2 separate regions of the Ovis canadensis genome follow, and region 1 is linked to region 2. The links are chromatin contacts, called in public Hi-C maps. All regions are on one chromosome and are shown on one strand. The core of a region is the stretch at or near the end of the contact, and the rest is flanking DNA. Distances in the headings are between cores, read along the strand shown. Region 1 overlaps RBFOX2 (RNA binding fox-1 homolog 2). Region 2 overlaps RBFOX2 (RNA binding fox-1 homolog 2).

Region 1 (5,934 bases), core at 2,745-5,244, 150 kb after region 2:
AGCATCAATTCTTCAGTGTTAAGCATTCTTTATGGTCCAACTCTCACACCCATACATGACTACTGGAAAAACCACAGCTTTGACAATACGGACCTTTGTGGGCAAAATAATGTCTCTGCTTTTTAATACGCTGTCTAGGTTTGTCATAGCTTTTCTTCAAAGGAGCAAGTGTCTTTAGTTTTGTGGCTGCAGTCACCATCTGCAGGGATTTTGGAGCCCAAGAAAATAAAGTCTGTCACTGTTTCCCCATCTACTTGCCATCAAGCGATGGGACTGGAATGCCATGATCTTTGTTTTTTTTTCAATGTTGAGTTTTAAGTCAGCTTTTTCACTCTCCGCTTTCACTTTCATCAAGAGGGTCTTTAATTCCTCTTTGCTTTCTGCCATAAAGGTGGCGTCATCTGCATATCTGAGTATCTAATCTGAGTATTACATTCTAAATCGCCTTCTTTCCAATACTATAAGCATGCATTTTGCTCAGTACAATAAAACAACAGCATCCCAAACCAAGATTTCCTATAATCAAGCTCACCGTTAATTATTTAGTCTAGAACCATACATCCAACAGAGTAGCCACTAGTCATGTGTAGCTATTTGATTTTAATGCAGATTAAAATTTCTGTTCTCCAGTCTCATTTGCCTCAAGTCTCAAGTGCTCAAGAGCCACAAGAGCCTAGTGGCTACTAATAACGGACAGGGCAGATATAAAACATCTCCATCATCACAAAAGATCCACTGGACAGAGCTATTCTACAACATGGTAATAATTAGGAAACAAAGTGAAAGTTGCTTAGTTGGACTCTTTACGACCCCATGGACTGTAGCCCATCCAGCTCCTCTGTCCATGGGATTCTCCAGGCCAGAATACTGGAATGGGTTGCCATTTCCTTCTCCAGGGAATCTTCCTGACCCAGGGATCGAACCCAGGTCCCCTGCATTGCAGGCAGATTCTTTACCATCTGAGCCACCAAAGGCCCTCTAAATATCCTGAATATCAAAATGCTCATGCACTTTCATCAGCAGGAAAGCTCTGCCAGGCCTTCTTTTAATCTTTTTTTTTTTTAATTTTAGAAATATTTCTTTCCTGATTATCTGGCTACTTACCCACTGAACATTTAAAAAGCAAATTAGGAAAGGGAGCTAAGAAATAGTAGGGAATAAGTACCAAAGGAAAGAGAAATATTATGTGAGAGGCAGCCACATCAGATGCAAGAGACCAAGAGAAAAAAATCTAAAAAGCAGATAAGTTATCAAAAAGCAGACATATTAAAATAAGGTCATTTAGCAAGGCAAAAACCATGAAAAGCTCTTAGATATCACTCTTTTTCAGTCATAAGCAATAATTGATGTTGACAACTGTGTTAAAACCATTAAGAAAAGTATAACTGTTAGAAAAACTGTAGTTAAGTAACAAATTTTAGAAGGACTAAACTATATAGCTAAGTAATACATTTAAGAAGGACTTACTTCCAAAATAAATAATTCTTAAACATCCTGATGCTTAAAGAAGGGAAAATCCCCTCAGCTAGTTGGAATACTTGACCACTAAAAATAACTCATTTCTAAAGTATTCTGCATAGTCAAATTGAATCAAAGAGTTCGGCTTAACCAATATGAATGAATGTTGCTTACAGAGCAGGTGCAGACATAAGAGCAAGACAAAGTTCTTCTGTTAATGAATGATGGTTCACCCAGACAATGGGCACTATATAGCCTTGCGGGGTGGAGAAGGGACATGGCATCTCTTCGGGTGATAAAAGAAAGGTTCAGAACAATGTATAGCACAGTGCCACTGAATTTCTTTCTTTTTTTAAGTAGGAACTATATACAAAAGGGAAGACATCCATTGCTTCTAGGGGAAAGACACTGGGGAATCAAGGTAGGAACTAGGGAGCAACTATTCACTGTATGGCCATTTGGTACCTGTTGAGTGTTGAATCATATAAATGTATTATTTGTCAAAAAAACATAAAATTTTAAATTAAAATAAGCAAGTTCTCTATCCCCAAGAAACGTATAATTTAATAGCTGATCCAGGCTTCAAAAAACTGAAGGAAAATTTACACGTTTTCCTTTACTAATGACTAGACACCTAAATATTTAACACTTCATTTTATGCTTACTAAAAAGCTCACTTTATACTATTTGTAGTCCCAAAAAACTGGTTTCAAAAAACTCAAAGTTGAACTTATATGGAAATTTCACTGATCCTTATTATCTTCTACTAACTTTTTTAAAAAAGTGTTTACATAAAGGTATATACATCTCAAGGGAGAAATCACTTTATTGGACAACACAGCAAAGACTGACTGAAGAGGTTCCAAGGAAGCTACAGAATGGTCTTCTGCACCATATGGGAGGTAAAGTCATGTCATTCTGATGGTCCCCGAGGTTGAGAATGCTAGTGGTTCCCCAATATCCTTTCTTCCTCAGTAACAAAACCCCAGTTTTCATCCAGGGATTAATACACACACCCTCCAAGAAAGGGCTGTATCTCCCAACCTCCGCTGCTGCTAGGTGTGGCCATAGGCTAAGTTCTGGCCAATGAGATATGAGAAGCAACGTTATATGGGACTTTTTGGAAGGTTTCTTAAGTAGGGGAGGGGAGCTTTTTCCTCCTCTAAACTCTCCGTGGAAATGCAGGAATGACGGCCGGAGCTGTAGCAACCATCTGGGTCACATCCTACAGGCAGAGAAGCAAAGAGCAGTGAGGATCCTGGATCCTTGATAACCACTGAGCACTACACCAGCCCTGAGCTGCCTACTTCCATACTCCGTTTTCATCAAAGACAAGTCTTGTTTAAGCCACTTTGGGGTAAGGGGAAAGGAGGAGGGGGATTCTGTTGCATGTAGCTGAACTCAATCCTAAGTGATACTTTCAACAATTATTTTACTGTAACTTTACAAATCAAAGTTCAACGTCACAGAAAGCTCTATACATATTAATAGTGTACACGCCTCACGACAAAGACAGAGACTGCAAAGAATCCTGAAATGTCTAGGCTGAAAGTCTTGGCCAAAAATCAACTTGTCTGTCCCCACAATCTGCTGCTCCTAACCATTCTACACCAGTATGACAGAAATGAAAATTCAACTTAACAATTCCTGAATTTCAGTAATAAAAAAGTCAAATATATATACTTTCATTTTTGTCATCTGTAAAATGATAGTAATGACACAGGGTTTTCTTCAGACCCAGATACAAGAGAGTATGCTAGCTATTCTGTAAACAGAGCATGATTCACTATCATTGCCATTACCACTGTAACGGCTGGCTGATAAGTGTGAGACACAAGAAAAATTAGATGAAAGCAAACAGACAGAATCTTGGGTTTGGGACGCAAGGAATTCCACGAACTTGTCGAACCTCTTTCACCAACTTTCTTATCTCTTTATCTATCAGAAAAATACTACATCAGGAACTTCAGCTTCCTTCTTAAAAGCACTGGGAGAAAGAAAGGAATTGAGTGGTTATAAAGGGGAGAAAGAGACCAGTAGAAAAGGGTTTAAAGCAGTTGGTGAATATGACATTTAAAATATATTACCATGTTTTTAGCATTTCACAAGCTGTCATTAGGTAGTTCAACAATTTATAAATTGATGCTAGTAATATTTCTTCTATTTGATTTATTTATTCTAAAGAAAAATACTAAACACATAAATACAGTTTCTAATGAGTATGCAACAACCTATCATTTAAGAGTGAGATGCCATCTTTGAGAAATAAGGATAAAATGTGAAGTACTACAAGCAGGAAAAAGATGTTTAACATGTACATAGGCCATATATTAAAACAAAAACAGCTTAATTGCAGTCATTTTTTAAACTGCTTTTATTTCTGCACTTAATGATTTAACTTCTCCAAAGCTAGTTTTGAAGTCTGAAAAAAAGTAAATGATTTCACTTTTTGAAGGCATTATTAACTCAACTTTGAGACCACGTCTGGTGACTAATCCACAAAGAGAATGTACGTGAGTCACACTGCGCTCTGTTGTGCATGTCACTAGATTTCGAAAAGAATCCCACAGTCACATAACTTTGAGAAATATGCTTTAAGCAGTTTTACTATTTAATGAATGTCAGCTTTTCCTAGTCTTCTCATAGGCTACTAAAACTAATAATGCTTCTTACTAATTTCAAATATACTCACACGAAGAGAACAAACTATCCAGAGGCGTCAGAGACTGGCTGACAGGCAGCTAGATGCCAAGTATTTGCTGCACAATTTAAAGGACTACAATCAGGATAAGGAGAGTGTGAGGAACAAACTCAGACAGCTTGAAGGATTTTTTTGTTCCCCAGAAGGGATACCAAAGGTATGGCCGATTCATATATTCTTCTGCTCTGAATGGCCATAGCCAAGCAGCTTTAACTAAGCAGTAAGATTCCTGAAGAATTAGAACTACTCTGTCTTTCTTAGATGATACACTTATCATCTCTTTATGCCCATTTATGAGTCTGAATGAGTCTGAATATACAGCTAAGGTTTGAGGGACTCCTGGACTAGCAGAAATGAAATAACACTGTCTTCTGAGAAGGCAACCTACCTAATACTCCACACTAAACTGGACCAGACCATTTGACCTCAGATCTAACTGAAGGATGGCTTCAATATGCAAGTCCTCTCAACAGTTAGTATGCATCAACCTCTATAAATTTATTTTCAGGCTATGACTACATTTTTAATAACATAAATGAGTTCAGTGGGACTTACTTTAATGGCTTCTGAAACACAGTTTATTTTTAGTAAATATAATAGTCCCCCACATGGGAAGCTACAACCACGCCAAAAATGTCCTAAGAGGAGATAAAATCCTATTTATAGGCCTATCAGTTGCTCCTTGCTTAGGTTGTAACATAGTTTCCACTTTAAGCCTGATATGACCTCCCCTGACCTCTCCGGTCTCTAATGTTCTTTTCATCCTGAAGTTTCTCACATTTATCTTTATCTCCACAGGGTACTTAAATTAAGCTACTATGGAGTAGGGGGAGGGAGAAGGAAGAAACTTCATTCCCTACACGTTCTCCCACCTCAGAGTTTTAGGTTAAGTTTCAGGAACCTAAAAAAGGAAAAAGAAGAGCTCTTCCCTGGGTGGGCTTTGTGGAAGGACACTCATAAATATGCAGCAGCCATCAAGGACAAGGCCACCGTGAGCCATGCACACAGCAAACAGGCCTACTGATGTCTCTGTCTGTGTGGACTCAGCTTGAAGTCTCCCAACTTTTAAAAACCAACAGGAGTAAGTGGCAAGGCATTTCTAATATAGAGAACACTATATTAAAAAGCTAAGGGGCAGGGGGCGGGGGGATGCTAACCTGGGAACCAGCTTTTTTCCCTAACCATGCAGTTTCCGCAGGGATTAAACTGTCGTGGTTTACACTGGCTATTGCCACCTTTACGCTCCCTATTCAGAATGCTAACTGTGGAGTCTTCCTTCCCAGTCTCTGGCTACAGCTCCATCCACAATGTTAGGGTACTTACCTTAATTCTGTGAACCATTTCCATTGCCTTGTCACTGAAAGTGACCAAAAAACCTCGAAAAACCAAAAACCTCATCTCACCCCAGCTCTGCCCCATTGCATACCCTGGATGAAACTGTAAAGTAACTCCGTCTTTACTACTCTGGCAAACCCTACTCCTTTCATCTCAGAACCCCAGTAAAATCTGCTGCCCCTAGTTCATTTATTTTTTAAATATTCTTAAGCATATACTGCCTTTCATTATTAATTACATGTTTATACGTCTTGTTTCCTAAATGAGACTGTAAATTCCACTCCACTATGAGATCCTAAAGGGATGTCTTATTCATCTCAGAATCATCAGTGTTATGCCAAGCAACTGGCACATAGCAGACACACAAGTAAATGCTGCTGAAACATTTGTTAGGCTGATATGGATGGCAGAGACTGTGTAGTGAATATACTTCTTTTGTG
Region 2 (6,608 bases), core at 1,605-4,104:
TTCCAGTCAGTAGCTCTGTCTGTCCCACTGGATCTAAAGGAAATCCGACATACGTTGCCTCTCCTTATTTTGTTTAAATTTGATTTTTTAAAAATCAAAATTGCAAAAACTTGTTTTTGTGAAGCAGTGAAAAGAAGAAAACAAAAGGTAACTTGGAAGGTGATGGTATCCCAAGATACACCACTGGTAAAATGACTAAGGAAAATGCAAGTTACGCTAATAAATGCAAATTATGCTATACTCTATTTGAAAAGCTGAGCTACACATATTTATTGAAGGCCAACTAATACATTTCTTCTTGACTTAAGACATTACCAGCACATACTGTCATACTCTAGCAAAAGAGGGAGAAACTCTTCTTTTTACTCTAGATAAAATCTCATGCAGAACTCTAAAATATACAATAGTGAATGAGGTTCTTCAAAGTAGAGCCATGGGCCTCAAGACGCAGTCCATTCAGTTTTCTTTCCCCCCGAAAGATGGTCCTGTGGAACACAGTGTGCAAAACTACTCTTGTGCTATAGATTAAAATTATATCCTGTCTTACTCAGGCAACATGAATCTAGATTAACTTTGACAACCGAAGCAGAAGTTCGGTTTTTGTTAAACAAAATATTTACAGAATAATTCCCACTTAATGAGAAACATTTATAAAACTCACTACATAACATGTAACCATCAAATATAAAATATTTTTATTTTTACACAAACACATACCCCGTGGCTATTACCTCTAGAGCATTCCTTTAAAAGGAGAACAAGAGGTCAAGAATTATTCCACTCATGTTCAGATAAGTAAGATCTTGAACAAGCCTAACATATTACAAAGAACTTCAGCAGCTAAAAGAGGGTTATGAGCAGAAATCTCAAATGACATGCTCACACTATATAACATGGATTTTACTAAGACTGTAATAATTTAAAAAACCAAAAAGGTAATTTATAAAAATTAACTCTGCCAGGTAAAAAAAATACTTCAATGTACATGAAAAAAATTGAAGACTGAAATCAAGAAAGTCTTTGATGTTTGTGAAAAGTTCATGTATCTATACAAGAATAGATGACATAAGTGACATTTTCCTGAAGATGATTCGTAGCCTCTTACCGTTTGCATATGGTGTGACCATCTTCTTATTGGTCATTACACGCGCTGTAGCATTATTCACCTACAGGTACAAAGTAGAAAGGGGGGGCAGGGAGGAAGGAGACCACATTAGGGAACATGGAGGTGCTTTTCAATAACAAAGTATTCAGTTTACAATGCAAATTTCAGAGATAATTTATTTAAATACTACAGCAATATAAAATATTAATATATAGTATTTTAATTAAAGTGTTCATTAAATGAGGCTAACAAGAGTAAAATACAGTTTCTTGGTCTTCAAATGGAAAACTAGGGCAACTTTACCACCCAGGACTCCAAAGAAAAAGTACATTTGCAAGTTCTTTGGAGATCTTTTAACAGAGGTCTCTGCACTGAGGAAAATATGGAAAAAATTGGAAAGAGCCCTGTTTGCATGTGAACTTTGAAGTTCATTAATAAAACAAAGGCTTGCTACATTGGTTCAGGAAATAGATTTACAGGAAGATAGGAGAAAAAAAATCTGTGGATCTGATCTGTTCTTATGTTTATCGTTGTTTACATGCTTGTATAACATTTTACTGTTTGAAAAAAAAAGTATAGGAACTTAGATTCCTATGTTGATAGGCTTTAGGACTATTTTGAATTTTCTTGATTATGTGCCCTCCTCATTTAAGAAGAAAGTTTTCAGAAGGCTGTTAAATCAGGCACTTAAAAGAATTGAAAAAAAAATAAAGCTTTATGTTTCTTTTGTTTTATGGTACTCTCTACCCTCATTACAGAACTGCATAATTAAAGCATTCTCAGTGCTAAGGTAAGTAGGCATTATGAAGATGGTGCTGATAAAGAAAAGATGAATGGGGCTTAGAAGCCAGGATCCTGTAGTCAGTCCAGTGTCAGAATCAGCTCCAAAGTTCTTGCAAGGAGGGTAGAGCCTTACCATAGAACCTGGTTATATACTATGCTGTCAGGTACATAGAAACAGACCAGTTTTTAAAAGAATTATAAAACATAAAAATTATACAAAATGTTTTATTTCACTCTGTGGATTTATATTACGTTAAATTTGAATAGCAATAAATTTGCTACCAAAAACTCCACCAATTTTAGGTGGAGTTGGAACCAAAAATGTTTTGTGTTTTTTTAAGATTTGTATAGTGATCACCTTCCTATGTGAGGAAGAGCTTGAAACTTCATTTACTCTAGTTTGCCCATAAAATCATATCAACATTTCACATTTAAAAAGAAAGAATGGGATACAACAATGATGAGACTGAGAGCATGCAGTTAAAAAACACACACACACAAATAAAAGAAAGAAAAAAACAATCAATTTTGGAAAGACGGGAGAAAGTGAAGAGCGAGGCTCTCACAGACAAGGATTAGAATGGGTCAAGAGCTTCTACTAGCTGCTAGAGCAGAAAGCACCCAAGCACTTAAAGGAAAAATGGCCAGAACCAATCAGAAACCACCAGTCAGCAAAGAGACCAATAGCTGCACAGAACAGAGAAGGGGCGGGAAGGACTAGGGCGGAGGATGGGAAGAGAGTGGGTCAGGAGAACAAAAAGCAAGGGAAGAGAAGAGAGAAAGTCAGGAAGGCTGTCACGGGCAGGAGAGAGAGCTGTCAAGGGCAAAGAAGGGACAGTCATAGCTACAAACAGAGGTCTGGGAAAGGAGGAAAGGAAGTAGGGGCAGGAAGTGCATTAATAAAACCAGCCAAACTGGAGTTCAGTAACTCTGAGTAAGATGTGCAAGGGGAAAAAAATCACCATGACGTCAGTACTCAAACAGCTCAGACGGCTACAAAACAATATGTACATCCAGAGTCCAGGCGGCATTACTCAACAGCATTGAAAATAAAAGGGGGAAAGGAAAAGGAAGAGGAACAAGTCAAATCACATTTTGTAGTGTTAATGTGAGATGGCAGATGGACTTTTTCTTTCTTATTTGTTCGTAATTACATTTTTAAAAAGCTTCTTCTCTAGTGCTTTGGTTTCACTTACCGCCAACGGGCACCATCGCCAGCATTGTGTATAGTTACCATGGAAAGAGTGAGTCAAGTGAAGGGCCCTAAATGCTAAACCATTGGAAAGGGAGGGGGGGAAAAAAAGCAAAATATGCAGACATCTTACTCAAAATGGTGGCTTTTATATTTCATACTTTTAAAAACTGGGAAAGGGGAAAGGAGCCAGTTAACCTTCACCGTGTGATGAAAAGGGCCAGTGAGCACCAGGTGGCCAACTCAGTCTCAGTTTTAGTACATGCTACAGGTGGCCACCCAACCCTCTGCTGGAGAATTTTACCCAGTAATTGCTGAAATTCTGGATATTAAATATATTTAAAAACCACATGAGTTTTGGATTCTTTCCTCCCCACCTCCCAACCTCTACTATCTTTTATTCCTTACTTATTAGACACAGGTGGAGGCAAACTGGACTCCCAAGAGAGAGAGGATACTGGCTGGCCCCTTGATTCATTACAGGACACACTTCTAAACTGGACAGTTTTTAGACGTTTTCAAAGTTAGTTTTATTTTGGCCTGATTACAGGACTTCAGAGTCTCGCAAACCGAAGCAAAGGAAAAAAATCAAGAGAGTAGAAGGATGAACATCTCAGAGGAAAACAGTAAATGAAATCAGATACATATACATTCGCACACAGGTAAATTGAAAGGAAAACCCCCAAACAATCAAAAAATGGGGGGGAGGAGGATAGAAGTGTTATTTTACAGCATTTTAGTGCAAGAAAGTGAAGGACACAGAGACACAATACACACACCACACACAAGACAGGGTTCCAAATGTGAAGTAAGTGAGGCAATACATAAAAAGAGAAATAAAAATATAAACCAGAAGTTGAATTATTGAAGACATGCACCTCGATTTTACGGCCCTCTACCACGGTGCCGTGTAATTTCTCCCTGGCCCTGTCTGCATCAGCACTATTCTCGAAAGTTACGAACCCGAATCCCTGCATGCAGCGGGAGAAGGGGGGAAAACATGCACATCGTTATATTGAAGTACTCATTTCTTGGTAAATAGAAAAAAAAATATCACAGTATGAAACTGACATCAGCAACAACTCAGCAATACTCTCCCAAAGTCACATTGTTGGTCCATGCATATTTTGTAAAGGGAAATGAAATCCAATAAAAGGATAAAGAACTATAGTAGTAGTGATAACAGTAATAATGTGATTAACAACAATAATAATGAAATAAAACAAAAAGCATGTGAGGCCAGACCAAAACTGAGGTATAGAGTTACTCGGGTCAAACTAGTCAACCGAGAACCTGAACATTTAAAAATAATCCTATCTTTCTCATTTCATGCTGTTAATGTACATGTCTCTTTATCTAATACTAAAAAATAATCAAATCTATTACTCCTCAGCAACTTCTATATGAAGCTTGATATTTGGGTGCCAGCGTCATAAAATGAATTTGTTAGGAGGTCTGACCATTTTAGCTTCACTTGGCCTATGTCTTACAGCACCATCAATTCCTCTGGGAACGGAACAATTTAAGACATAGTGTGGATGTTTGATTCGTGGGTACTGGGTGTGGGAGAAGACAGCACTCATGTTCGTCTAAGCAAATGAAAAGACCATTAGGCAGTGGTCGATTATAACTTTTCTTCAATGTGAATTTTAAACAAACAGATTGACACAAGAGTAAGAATATATTCAGCTGGAGCTCAGAAACTGCTTATCCAGATCTGCCTAAATTATACATCTGTTGAAGCCTACTCAATGTGTTCGTTTCTTTCCATATGTAGAGAGAAAAGGAATCGTTAAAAGATAGTGGGAGTGAGATCTAGTTGGTGACATGAACTGCGTACTATTCAACAGGAAAGAATACCATAGAACAGCAATAGGATTAATTTATTTGTCCACCGTAGACACTGGAAACAAACAAACCATGAGGCTTTCATTCGTCAGCAGAAAATGCAGGAGACCAGGGAGCCAACCCGCTTTACTCCTTTGTGTGTAAGCGCGTGTGCTGTCGCTCAGTCGTCTCTGACTCTCTGCGATCTTATGGACCACAGCCGTCAGGCTCCTCGGTCCATGGGACTCTCCAGGCAAGAATACAGGAGTGGGATGCCCTTTCCTCTACTTCCTTTGTTCACGCTATATCTGAAAAGCCAGTCTGGGTCATCATCCTGCTACCAATTTCAACACCAGCAGGATGTACTATATACTACAGGGCTATTTCAAAAAGCACTTCATCAGCTTCATTCTAGGCGCCTTGTCCTTGTCTCGCTACTCAGCAACTATAACAATTTCTCAAGCTATTTTCCTCTGTAGAGCGGTAACTTCTTAGAGTTTTCTGAGACAGTCCTCATTTTTCAATAGCTTCACTGTCCCTCCAGCATTCTTTGAATATTCCATTGTAGGATAACCTGAACCCTTTATTTTTACGGAAGTTCTGCTTTGCTGCTTCATCCATGAGCACTCCTATATATATGACACATATTCTTAACTGAGATGGCCAGCAATATGCACTGTTCGACAAGATTTTTTATAAAAGCAATTTCATCATTCCGAAAGATCTGATGACTCAGCATCTAAATGATTATACGATTGGGTAGCAATCCGTGGAGGATTCCAGTGGATTACCTCCACCTTCAATCTGGATATCTAGAAAGTGAAATGCTAAGCTGAAAAGAATTTTTTTGTAAAAAATATATAGCTTAGGATATAATACTATGGGTAATTTTAATGAAAAATGTTCCTTTAAAATGTATATGTGTTGAAAGTATCAATGGGAACTCATTTTCAGAAACAAATTTTGATATCAAGATGTTATAGCCACTTTGACAACTCAAGTTGTACAAGGGCAAGCTACTAATTAATTATTCCATCTATCACACTAGCATCTAAGGCAGGAAGCCAGTTCTCCAATCCTGGAGAGCCCTCCAATAGGAAAGTCAAATCTTTTAAAAAAGGTTGCAGGTTGTAATGAGGTTTTGTATCACATTTTAGAAGTACTATAAGCTGTATTTCAACTGTTTGTCACAGCCTCATACATTTGATACCTTCAGTTAAATTAGTGAACTATAAATTATCTGATGTCCAACTAGCACCTAAGTTTTTAATTCTAGCATTGACTATCTGTATCTGTATACCCATATACATACATACATACTTGTCTTTTAAATACACCCATGGGTAGAAAGGATTAACCTGTTGGTCTCCTTTTGAAGTAAAGACATGGAGTCAACCTGAGGTTAAGGACTCAAGCATCAACAAGGCCCAGAGCAACAGCAAGGTCTTCTTCCTTCTGTGTAGCTTTTTTTCTACAGCTAATGGTGAGAAAATTAGAAATTACACTTCGAAATCTAAGTTCTGAATTCCATTAACTAAATTACATTAGCCCCACAGTTTTTTAAATTTCTGCTTTCAAATCTAATTGTTAAATGTGTTCTATGATCCTCCTTTCTGTAATGTGTTGATGGGCCATCTGTGACACAGTGGCTGCATGGTATCATAAGCACTGGCAGCTCACGGTCAGCAAATGACAAAGTTT

What was found. A called contact is a pair of places that touch in the nucleus more often than the background predicts.
Region 1: a contact with region 2 is called in a Hi-C map of fibroblasts, with 2.4 times the contacts expected there. The contact joins two enhancer-like sites. A contact is called at or near these places in 2 of 2 Hi-C or Micro-C datasets (fibroblasts and lung).

The regions. Positions count from the first base shown.
Region 1 is chr3:185,417,582-185,423,515 of ARS-UI_OviCan_v2, forward strand. All of the region lies in intron 2 of RBFOX2 (RNA binding fox-1 homolog 2), which reads right to left. Among named protein-coding and RNA genes, the nearest start is that of RBFOX2, 120 kb to the right of the region's middle. Within about 2 kb of position 3,995, the one cell type or tissue checked has open chromatin away from gene starts, as enhancers often do. A contact at or near this core is called in fibroblasts, where this site is marked.
Region 2 is chr3:185,273,052-185,279,659 of ARS-UI_OviCan_v2, forward strand. RBFOX2 (RNA binding fox-1 homolog 2) reads right to left here. Exons shown (of 14, transcript XM_069581115.1): 6 at 3,959-4,051; 7 at 1,106-1,166. Among named protein-coding and RNA genes, the nearest start is that of MB, 100 kb to the left of the region's middle. Within about 2 kb of position 2,855, the one cell type or tissue checked has open chromatin away from gene starts, as enhancers often do. A contact at or near this core is called in fibroblasts, where this site is marked.